Regions from separate parts of the Capra hircus genome. Here region 2 is linked to region 1. The links are chromatin contacts, called in public Hi-C maps. All regions are on one chromosome and are shown on one strand. The core of a region is the stretch at or near the end of the contact, and the rest is flanking DNA. Distances in the headings are between cores, read along the strand shown.

The links. Hi-C and Micro-C count contacts between places; a contact is called where the count stands out from the background.
Region 2: a contact with region 1 is called in a Hi-C map of blood, with 6 times the contacts expected there. The contact joins the enhancer-like site here to the promoter of DPF1 in region 1. A contact is called at or near these places in 2 of 5 Hi-C or Micro-C datasets (both in blood).

The regions. Positions count from the first base shown.
Region 1 is chr18:48,945,231-48,951,253 of ARS1.2, reverse strand. It overlaps DPF1 (zinc finger protein neuro-d4), which reads left to right and starts at 2,923. Exons shown (of 14, transcript XR_001919484.1): 1 at 2,923-3,268.
Region 2 is chr18:49,067,145-49,073,167 of ARS1.2, reverse strand. It overlaps CATSPERG (cation channel sperm-associated protein subunit gamma), which reads right to left. Exons shown (of 26, transcript XM_018062329.1): 21 at 3,117-3,493; 22 at 2,887-2,982; 23 at 2,534-2,623; 24 at 1,062-1,154; 25 at 869-968; 26 at 261-771. The coding sequence ends at 517. Among named protein-coding and RNA genes, the nearest start is that of PSMD8, 15 kb to the left of the region's middle. Within about 2 kb of position 2,772, at least 1 of the 5 cell types and tissues checked has an H3K27ac peak or open chromatin away from gene starts, as enhancers often do.

The DNA of each region.
Region 1 (6,023 bases), core at 1,674-4,173:
CCATCTATCTCAAATCAGTAATAATGTGACAAAAATCATAACCACAATGCCTGTATCATACAAAAAATGAACAATATTTCCTTAATATCTTATAATACACAGTCTATGTTCAAATATCCCAATTATCTTGGAAGTGTCTTTTTAAGTCGGTTTGTTCAAATCAGGATCTATGCAAGATCCACACATAGCGTTTTTTTTTTTTTTTTTAAATTTATTTGGAGTATAGTTGCTTTACAGAGTTAGGTTAGTTTCTGCTGTACAGCAAAGTGAATCAGGTGTACATATACATATATCCTCTCTTTCCTGTATTTCCTTCCCATTTAGGCTTCCCTTGTGGCTCAGAGGTTAAAGCGTCTGCCTCTAATGCGGGAGACAGGGGTTCGATCCCTGGGTCGGGAAGATCCCCTGGAGAAGGAAATGGCAATCCACTCCAGTATTCTTGCCTGGAGAGTCCCATGGACGGAGAAGCCTAGTAGGTTACAGTCCACGGGGTCGCAAAGAGTCGGACACGACTGAGCAACTTCACCTCACCTCACCTCACCTTCCCATTTAGGTCACAAAAGAGCCCCGAGTAGAGTTTCCTGTGTTATACAGTAGATTCTCCTTAGCTATCTATTTTATGCATAGTAGTATATGTTGTAGTGGTGGTTGAGTTGCTAAGTTGTGTCTGACTCTTGAGACCCCATGGACTGTAGCCCGCCAGGCTCCTCTGTCCATCAGATTCTCCAGGCAAGAATACTGGAGTGGGTTGCCAAGGCGGTCAACCCCAATCTCTCAATTCATTCCACCCTCCCCACTCTTGGTATCCACATGTTTGTTCTTATACACGTTGTATTTTTAAAACTTATTTTATGGAGTTCTCTGGTGGTCCAGGGTTAAGAATATGCCTTCTAATGCAGAGGATGCTGGTTCAACCCCTGGTCTAGGAACTAAGATCCCACATGCCATGGGGCAACAAAGCCCATGAGCTGCAACTATGACCCAAGGCTGCCAAGTATATAAATATAAGAAAAATAAATAAAATAAAAGTATTGTATTAAGTAATTTAGTTTTGACTGCATTGAGTCTTCATTGCTGCAGGTGGGCTTTCTCTAGGCTCTGCGAGTGGAGGCTACGCTCTAGTCGCGGTGCTCAGGCTTCTCACTGCGGTGGTTTCTCTTGTGGAGCACAGGCTCTAGAGCACTCCAGCGTCAGTAGTTATGGCGCATGGGCTTAGTTGCCCTGCGGCATGTGGAATTGTCCCCGACCAGGGATCGAACCTGTGTCCCCTGCATTGACAGGCAGATTCTTAACCACTGGACCACTAGCAAACTCCCAGGTTGTGTTTTTAATCTACAGGGATTCTTGACCTGGGGTCCCAGGACCTCCAAGGGGTCCAGAGTTCTATCGTTGGTGGGAAAATTTTGAAATGTCTGTTTTCACAAACCTCTAACTAAAATTTGATATTTTTGTCAATTATGAACATTGGCAACAAATCAGTACTATTGGCAAAACCTGTGACTTCATCATCCACATAAATCACAGCTGTTTCACAGCACATAACTGTTGTAGATATCTTGAAACATTGGTTTTACTCATCAGTGCTTGAAATTATGGTAGTTACTGGATCTGCGTGCTAAGTCGCTTCAGTTGTGTCCCACTCTTTGTGACTCCATGGATTGTAGCCTGCCAGGCTGCTCTGTCCATGGGATTCTCCAGGCAAGAGGACTGGAGAGGGTTGATGTGCTCTTCCCTAGGGACAACCCAGGGACCAAACCCGCGTCTCTTACGTCCGCCTCCTGCATTGGCAGGTTCTTCACCACTAGTGCCACTGGGAAGCCCCACTGGATCTGCAGCCAGATCTCATTCTTTGAAAGAAGAAAGTGAAAGTTGCCCAGCTGTGTCCAACTCTTTGCAACCCCATGGACTACACAGTCCAGGGAATTCTCCAGGCCATAATACTGGAATGGGCAGCCTTTTCCTTCTCCAGGGGATCTTCCCAACTCAGGGATTGAACCCAGGTCTCCCCCATTATAGGCAGATTCTTTACCAGCTGAGCCACCAGGGAAGCCCAAGAATATTGGAGTGGGTAGCCTATCCCTTCTCCAGGGGATCTTCCCGACCCAGGAATCAATCCAGGGTCTCCTGCATTGCAGGCCTTTTCTTTACCAACTGAGTTATCAGGTTATTCTTTACTGTATTAATAAAGAAGCACAAATATCACAATTATTTTTTAAACTGTATATTAATACAAAAAGTTTCCTTCGTAACTTTGTGGATGTTATACCTTTGTAAACTTGATTCTGAAAAGGGCCTTATGGGCTTTGAGAGATGTTGAGGTACATACGGATCCCCCTGCATTCAAAAGCTTAATGACACTCCCTAATATGCCCTTTTCTTTAAAGCAAATTATTTGTTGAAAAACCCTGGTCGTGTGACTTTGATGCTCTTCTCTCTTGACTTTGGTGCTCTTCTCTCCCTGGAAAGCTCATCCAGTCTCTTTATGCATGCAAATTTCTCTTTAACCCAACCTCCAGACTTACCCAGCAGCCCCTCTTAGTTGCTTGACATCCAATTCAGACTCAAGGGTTCTGCTTCCAAAGCTGAGCTCCTGGGCTCTCCCAAACCTGCCCCTCCCCCGCCAGCCCCATCCCGGGGATGGCACCTCCGCCCCTCCAGCTGCTCAGGCCACTCACCTCGGAGTCCTCCCTGCCATTCCAAAGACTCTTTCCCTCTTTCTCCATAAATCATTGCTGCTGCTGTTGTTTAGTTGGTAAGTCATGTCCAACTCTTTACGACCCCATGGAATGCAGCCCACTGGGCTCCTCTGTCCGTGGGATTTCCCAGGCAAGAATACTGGAGTGGGTTGCCATTTCCTTTCTCCAGGGGAATCTTCCCGACTCAGGGATCGAATTTGCATCTCCTGCTGGGCAGGCAGATTCTTTACCATTGAGCCACTTGGGAATCCCTCTCCATACATTATCCATCTACAGATTCCACCCACTCTGCTGTAGTAGGCAGAATAACGGTACCCCAAAGCAACTGGTTCTAATCCCTTATAAGGAAAAAGAGTGTGTGATGAAGTTAGGGATCCTGAGATGGGAAGATTATCCTGGACTGTCCAGGTGGGCCCTAAACAGCATCACTTGTAAGTGTCCTTATAGGCAGAAGCAGAGAGAGAGAAAGAAGCACGCATAGAGGAGGAAGCGATGTGAAGACGGAGGCTTTAAGACTGGAGCAGTAAGGCCACAAACCAAGTAGCGTCAGCAGACACCGGAAGCTGGAAGAGGTACGGAAGAATGCTCCCTGGGGGTCTCCAAGGGAGTGTGACCCTGCCCTCCCCTTGTTTTCAGCTCAGTGATACCAATTTCTGACTTCTGGCCCCCAGAACCCTGAGAGCATAAATCTTTGTTGCTGGGACCTTCCTTGTGGTACTAGTGGATAAGAATCCTCCTGGCAATGCAGGGGACACAGGTTCGAATCTTGGTCTGGGAAGATGAAGCCCACATGCCCCAGAGCTCATACTTTGCAACAAGAGAAGCCACCGTGACAAGGAGCCCATGCATCGCAAAGAAGAGTTGCCCCCTCTCATCCTAACTAGAGAAAAGCCCATTCAGCAACGAAGACCCAGCACAGCCAAAAATAAACACATAAATAAAATTATTTAAAAAATAGATTCCTATTGTTCTAAGCTGCCAAGTTCATGGTCATTTGTCCCAGCAGCTGCATTCTGCTGCCTCTCATCACCTTGTCACCCTTACACTGGCCCCACCCAAGCCATCGAAGCCCCCTCCCAGGTCTCCCATCTCCTACCTTGTCCCCAATGTCTGTCCCACACTTGCAGCCGTGGGGATCTATCTAAAACAGAAGGAGATCATGCTGAAAACCCTCCACTGGCTTCCCCCTAGCCTCAGAATCAAACCCAAACCCCTTACCCTAGGTTTTGTGGTCCTCTCTGATATGGCCTCACCTTATCCCCTGTCTCAGGATTGTTGGGAGGGTCACACGAGTGTGACCACTAGCACAGTAACTGGTAGAGGTGAGAGTGCTCCCCAAGGGGCTTCCCTGGGGGTTTCTGCTAAAGAATCCACCTTGCAATGTAGGGGACACGAGTCCAATCCCTGGTCTGGGAACTAAGATCCCACATGCCCCAACTACTGAGCCTGTGTGCCACAATGGAACAGCGAAGACCCATCACCACCAAATAAATAAAAGTGCCCATTAGGGCCGCACAGACGGTGCTTTGGGTCAGCACACGAGTCCAAAGTCCAGATTCCGTGATTTCTTTGTGATCTCTATCTGGAGACCACATTTCTCTAGGCCGCTGAGAAATGTGTTTTATGCATGTAAAACCCTCATGGGCATGGCACTCAGGAGGTATGCAGGCATAGGAGCTGGTATTGTGAGGACCACAAACAATATTTATTGTGTGCTAAAATGTGCCAGCCACTAAGGGCTTTCTCTCTTCTTCCTGCTCAGTTGCTTTTGTGTATTCATTTGAGTCTTTGAGATTCCGCGGAAGGTAGCCCGCCAGGCTCCTCTGTCCATGGGGATTCTCCAGGCAAGAACACTGGAGTGGACTGCCATGCCCTCCTTCAGAGGATCTTCCCAACCCAGAGATCGAACCCAGATTTCGGGAAGCCCATGAATTCTACAGTGGGTAGCCTATCCCTTCTCCAAGGAGTCTTCCCAACCCAGGAACTGAACCGGGATCTCCCATTGCAGGCCGATTCTTTACCAGCTGAGTTATCAGGGAAGGGAAGCCCACTCAGTTGCTTAGTCATATCAAACTTTTTGCCACCCTATGGACTGTAGCCCACCAGGCTCTTCTGTCCATGAGATTTTCCAGGCAAGAATACTGGAGTGGGTTGTCATTTCCTCCTCCAGGGGATCTTCCTGATCCAGGGATCAAACCAGTCTCCTGCGTTGTAGGCAGTGTTTTTACCGCTGAACAATGGTGGAAGGCCCAGTGGAATATTACTTGGTCATGAAAAGGAATGAAATTGGTTCATTTGTAGAGACGTGGATGGACTTAGAGTCTGTCATACAGAGTGAAGTCAGAAAGAGAAAAAGAATACTGTACATTAACACATATATGTGGAAGCTAGAAAAATGGTATCGATGATCTTATTTGCAAAACAGAAATACAGACACAGATATAGAGAATGGACATAAAGGCACCAAGGTGGGAAAGGATGGTGAGACGAACTGGGAAATTGGGATTGACCTATATTCACTGCTATATATGAAATGGATAACTAATGGGAACTTGGATGGCGCAGGAAACTCCACTCAGTGCTCTGTGGTGGCCTACACGGGAAGGAAACCCAAACAAACAGGGGTCAAAGTATCAATATAGCTGATTCATTTTGTTGTACAGTAGAAACTAACATATTGTAAAGCAACTATATTCCAATAAAAATTAATTTAAAAAGTCCCAGATCTTCCTGCCATGATGAGTGGGGTGTTTTGATAAGGGTGTTGTCTCTCTGAGCCCAGATCGTCTTGTCTGACTCTGAGGTGAAGAGTCCTGCTTCCAAAGTGTGGTCTGTGTGATAGCAATATTAGGCCTGTAAAAGGCTCGGGGCAGGTCTTGATGCACAGGAGGAGCTAACTAACAGGGCCTTGGGTATTGCTTCTCAGTTGTTCATTGGGTGCCCTGGATCTCCACTGTTGCCGTGGGCTCTCTCTAGCTGCAGTGTGAGGGACTCTCGTTGCGGTGGTTTCTTCTGTTACAGAGCATGGGCCCTGGGCCCGTGGGCTTCAGTAAGCTGTGGTTCTCATTAGTGGAGCTGCTCCGTGGCATGTGGAATCTTCCTGGACCAGGGATGGAGCCCGTGTCCCCAGCATTGGTGGACAGATTCTTATCCACTTCGCCACCAGGGAAGTCCTGTATTGTAGTTATTATTATTAACTGCTATTGTTTTTGTCCTGGTAATGCATGACACCCTCCCCGCCACCAGCCACACCTCCTGTATACCTCAGTATCCCCATCTGGGCAGGAGACTTCCAAGGGTCATGTCTGAATATCCCAAGGGCAGCTT
Region 2 (6,023 bases), core at 1,523-4,022, 120 kb before region 1:
ACCACAGAAATTTTTGCTGCTTGCAACTAAAACCAAAATCTAAACCTCCCCAGAGACCCTTCCTTAGACAGTAGATAGGTGCTGCCATGCAAAATCTTTCACAATTAGCTTTAAACCTAGGCACTGAACAATCAGAACAGACTTCAGGCCATGGCAACGGACCTGGGTCATGGAGGACCCTGCTGGACTGTAGGGAGGTCTGGGGCACTCTGGGGAAGGGTTGAGCCAGCAGGCATACAGAGAAGTCACTATGCACCAGCTTGGCACAGGAGGATTTTGATATTTTAATAACCTATGCAGCTGGGTGGTACAAACTAACTGAACACGAGTCCTTACAAGGTTCCATAGCTGATGCTGAAACTCGAAGTGAAAATTCAAGCAAAACAGGGAGAAAGGCCTAGGATGACCAAGCGATAGGTTACATGTCCAAGGCAACCCAGGACATAAGAGACAAGGGTGGGTGGTGGCTGGGGCAGGCCAGAGGCTTAGGTGGTAGACTTCCTTTTCAAGGAGTCCTTAAGTTTCAGCCTTGTTCTCCTCTGCTCCCTTGTAGAAAACCCTGGAGTTTAACCTGGAGTTTCTCCAAGACACGGTCCCGGAGTGGCTAAAGGCCCTGCCGTCGGAGGGGGTACTGTAGGTGTAGTAAGATTCTAAGCCAATGATGCTGTTGATCTTCCATCGAAGGATATTGCAAAACTTCACCATGTAGGGCGACAGAAGGCAGCAGACAATGTAGAGAATCACCAGGCCGACAAACAAGCTGGCTGACACCTGCAGGAAACGGGCCAACAGGCGATGGTAGGCGGTCTGGGTTCGGGGTCGGGGGCGTGCCTCCACCAGGCAGGGCAGCTCCAGGGCAGCCACTTACCAGGAGGATGAGGAAGGCCCGCCTGGCACTGAGCGGGAGCCCGTGGATGTGCAGCAGAAAGGTGAGCTGGTAGTCACAATAGGTGCTCTTGTCCACGCCTCTGGTGGGGATGGGGGTCAGGATGGGGTGGGGAGGAGGTGGGCACCTCCCCCAGGAAGCCCCCGATCCCACCTCAGCTGTGTGTGTGCCTCACCTATTGCTCACCAACACCTTGAAGAAGAATTCAGGGGCAAAGATGTGGTAGGGAATGGTGTCATGGCACGGCGAGTTCTCCTGACATAGCCACCTGGGGGAGCAAGTTCAGGCACTTGTGGGACAAATCATGCCTAGCGCGTGACAGCCCCTGATCTTCCCCTCTACCCAACAAGTTCTGGACGAGCACTAACTCGGTGCAGCCTCCTACTTCTCTCCCTGATTCACGCCTCCACTCATTCAACTGGTAAGGCTGACTGACCCCCTCCCAGGAGACAGGCTGCTTGTTTATCCATTCTTTTCCTCCCTTCTTTAGGGGAGTTGTCAATTCCTCTGTTCCTATGTATTCGTCTAGATTATAGATTGTACACCTATGATGTGCCAGTTCCTCATTTATTCTTTACTGCTTTTATTCCTTCATGGCACAGATAGAGCTGGAGCAGCTGCTAGGTACAAAGGCACTTCTTCATTCCTTTTTTCATATAGTCAATAAATGCAGGTTGAATACTGCCTAGGTGCAAGTTGGTTACTTTGTTCACTCATTTGTTTCCTTTATTTGCTTATGGCATCATTTTCTTTCATTGATTAAATCAAAAATACTTATTTATGCTTGGGAAATTTCATGGACAGAGGAGCCTGGCAGGCTGCAGTCCACGGGGTGGCAAAGAGTCAGATACAAATTATAGACTGCTGCTCCTGCTGCTGCTGCTGCTAAGTTGCTTCAGTCGTGTCTGACTCTGTGTGACCCCATAGACTAAACAACAACAATGGTAAGCTTATATTCTGTCACTGTTCTGTTCGTAATAAAAATTTTGAGAACTTAAAAAAAAAAAACAGCTACTGAGGCCCTATATGCTAATTTTTTTTTTTCTCCTGGCCATGCCACACAGCTTGCAGGATCTTAGTTCCCCAACCAGGGATCAAGCCTCCAGCAGTGGAAGCATAAAGTCCTAACCACTGGACCACCAGGGAATTCCTGCTATATGCTAACTTATTACTTCATTTTTTTATTCATTCATTGATACCTCCATTCAAAGGTCAATAAATGCCTACCAAGAATGCATGAATTTGTTCACTGTCTCATTCAACAAATACTATGTTATCTATTCTAGACCTGGATTTTTAAAAGAGGCAGACTCCACGAGAGACAGTGACAGCTCAGAGGGTCAGGGTGAGAATAGGGAAGGTACAGGAGGATGAGAGAGCCAACTGTCCCACCTAGAACAGTCAGCAAAGTCCTCCTGGAGCAAGTGGCATCTGAACTAAGGCCTGAAGAAAGATTAAGAAGGACCAGTCCTGTGGATAGAGGATCCAGTTTGCATAAAGGTCAAAGTCAGTCTCATTCGAGGAATACAAAGACAGTCAGTGTAGCTTGAGAACCAAGGAGTCTCCCGGAGGTAGAATGGATGGAAAGGCCCGACAGAATGTGGGCAGATGGGGGAGAAGGGGCCTGCAGTCGGCCCAGGCACTCACTCGATGCCTAAACTGTTGTGGGACATGATGTTGAAGGACAAGTCCTCGGTGGTCATTGTGTTCTCCGTGGTCCAGATGAGGCTGCCAGTCCTGCGCAGGCAGGGGTAACCTCAGTGGGGGACGGGGCCTCCGCGGACCGAGGCCCCAAAAGGAGGCGGGGAAGGGGGTGGGGATTGGGTGGGTGGAGCTTCATGCCACAGGAGGGCTGGAGTTTGCAGGAGCCTGGGAGCCTGCGCTGTGGGCGGGGCCCTGTGGGTATGGCTTGCAGCCCAGGTTTGGTCCGTGGCTGGGCAGCTGGAGGGGGCCTGCAGGGGAAGAAGGGCCGATTATGGGCCTGGTCCCACGGGAATTACTTGTCCAGGGGGCTGTTGAAGCGGTAGATTTCCTCCTCGCTGTATTCCTTGATGGTGTCAAGGGTGGGCCCGCCGCCCACCACCTTCAGCACGTAGCTGTGGGGAGCAGAGATTCGAAGGGGCTGTCTGGAGTCCTGCCTCACCTCTACCACCCCCTTTTCTCTGCGCCCCACCCCAGTCCCTTGTCCCCAGCCCACTCCCGTCAGCCGCCGGCTTGGCCCCCACTTTACCTGCCCTGAAAACTGCCAGAATCGCCCGTCACCAAATCTTGGATCAAGAAGAATGGGTAGAAGACTGTGGGGTCGGAGGGGTGGAGGCCGGGAGGAGAAATGAGAGAGGGGAAGGAGGAGAGATGAAAGACCCAAAGGAAGAGCAGAGGATGGGTGGGGGCAGTGAGCGGGCAGGCAGGAAGGGCCGGGGAGGGCAAAGGAGAGGGCGCTGGACACCCACTGTCCCGGAAGAGAAAGCAGGGCATCTCCGGGTCCACTTTGACGCAGTCGAAGTAGTGTTTGTTCTGCGCGCGGTTGTACTGCACCGTGTAGGTGATGTCGAAGGCCAGGCGCTTGCCTGGAGGGCAGCCAATAAGCACTGGCACCATCAGGTTGCTCTGAGGGGGAGGAGAAAAGCCTGGTTCTGGGGGTCCGGCAGGAGGGACACCCCTCCTCCCCCACACACCATCACTACCTGCCAGGCTCACCCTCACTAGGGCCAAGCTGGTTATTATTATTACCGTTAAAACAATAAGAACAGCAAGGGCTTGCATAGCTCTTACTGTGCACAAGGCATGGAAGGATTCTGCGCAGAGCTTTACATATTCAAGTTTGTATAATCCTCAAAACAACCTTGCATAATATAGACCATTAACAGCTCCATTTAATGAGATGGCAAAAGTGAGACACAGAGAAGTCAAGTCACTTATTAATTATCTGAAGTCACACACATGGCTGGGAATGTGGTAGAGTCGGGATTCAAACCGAGTCAGGTGGCTACCAACTGCCTTCAGAATAAGACATACAAAACCACTAACACCTACACCTATGAAGCAGCCAGCTCCTCTGTGTGTGTTAGTCATTCAGTCATGTCAAACTCTTTGTGACCACATGGACTGTAGCCAGCCAGGTTCTTCTGTCCATGGGATTTCCCAGGCAAGAATACTGGAGTGGGTTGCCATTTCCCCCTCCAGGGGATCTTCCCAACTCAGGGATCAAACCTAGGTCTCCTGCATTGCAGGCAGATTCTTTACAGTCTGAGCCACCAGGGAAGTCCCAGCTCCTTGTTGGACTTCAATTGGCTGAAGCTGAGGGAATTCCCTGGTGGTCCAGTGGTTAGGACTCTGATTTCACTGCCAAGGGTCTGGGTTCAATTTCTGGTTGGGGAACTAATATCCCACAAGCCTGCATAGCCAAAAAATAAGACAATGAAGAGCTGAGCTGGAGCCTGATTTCCTCAACAGTAGACTTGGGGGAAGCATGGGATACATGAGGGAAGTAGGGCCCAGGATGGGAGTTCAGTATCTTGGGAATGAAAGGTTCCTGGCCTATTCTGGGGTTAGGGCCCAAGGATTTCACCGCATTGTCAGAAGGACATGGGCGTCTAGAGACTGAAATCTGGGCTTGCTGGCTTCTGTGGAGAGGGGTTTTGGCCACAGATTGCGCCTGAGCCAAAGACTTTACACCTATCAGCCACTGAATCACTGCGAAGATTTCTCAGATTCAATCTTTCCACAATCCACCTCTGTTCATGGCACTCCATCCCTCCGTGTTCAAGCTAAAAAGCCTTGGTTTCTTCCTGGAAACCTCTCTTTCTCTCAACTCCACATCCAGTCCATTCAGAAATCCTGTTGTCTCTAGAGTTCAAGATAGAGCCACTCTCTTCCCCCAACTCTTCTGCCCTCCTTGGGCTGGCCCAATCTTCTTTTCCCCGTGGTCTCCCTGCTCCCATCTCTCCCCTCCAGGCTGTCCCACACTTGCAGCCAGATGGACTCTGTGAAACCTGAGTCACCCCTCTGCTCAGATGCCTCCTATGTGACCTGCCCAATACTTCTTCAACCTCATCTCTCTCCACCGTCCTCCTTGTACACCCTGCTCCAGCCATGCTTGCTCCTTGCTATTCCTTTAGTCTAGGACAGGAAACATACTCCCATCTCCAGGCCTCTGCTATCTGTCCCCTCTCACTGGCATGCCTCCTGATACATAACTGCATGCTCACATCTCCTCCTTCAAGTCTTTGCTCAAATGTTTCCTCCTCAGCAGGGTCTTCCCCAAGCCATCCTATGGAAAAGGCTTCCCTACCTATGCCTCTTGCCTGTTTCTTTTTCTCCTAGTGCACATCACCTTTTAACATACAGTATCTTGGGGCTTCCCTGGTGGCTCAGTGGTGAAGAATCCACCTGCCAATGCAGGATACATTGATCCCTGATCCGGGAAAATCTTACAAGCCTTGGAGCAACTAAGCCCAAGTGCCACAACTATTGAACCTGTGCTCTGGAGCCCAGGAGTCACAACTACTGAGCCCAAGTGCTGCAACTACTGAAGCCCACATGCCTAGAGCCTGTGTCTTGCAACAAGAGAAGCCACCCCAGTGAGAAGCCCATCACCACAGTGAAGAGTGGCCCCCACTTGATGCAACTAGAGAAAGCCTGCACATATCAAGGAGAACCCAGTGCAACCAAAGATTAAAAAAATCATTTTTGTAAAAAGCTACAATAAAAAAAGAGTAGATGCTTTTTAAAAAATCATTGACTTTTTAAAAGCAATCTTTAGGTGGGTATCATGGTCAGATAGATAGATAAGTGGATGTATATTGGGATACACACAGACACACACATATATACATAGTGAAAATTTCACTTCCATTCCTATCCTCCAACTGTCCTGACTCTTCTCTATTCAACCAGTAAAGAAAGAAAGAAGGTGAAGTTACTCAGTCATATCCAACTCTTTGTGACCCTATGGACTGTAGCCCACCAGGCTCCTCTGTCCATGGGATTTTCCAGGCAAGAATACTGGAGTGGGTTGCCATTTCCTTCTTCAGGCGATCTTCCTAACCCAGGGATCAAACCCAGGTCTCACGCACTGTAGGCAGACTCTTTACCTTCTGAGCCACCAGGGAAGGGCTCATTCAACCAGTAGGGAACC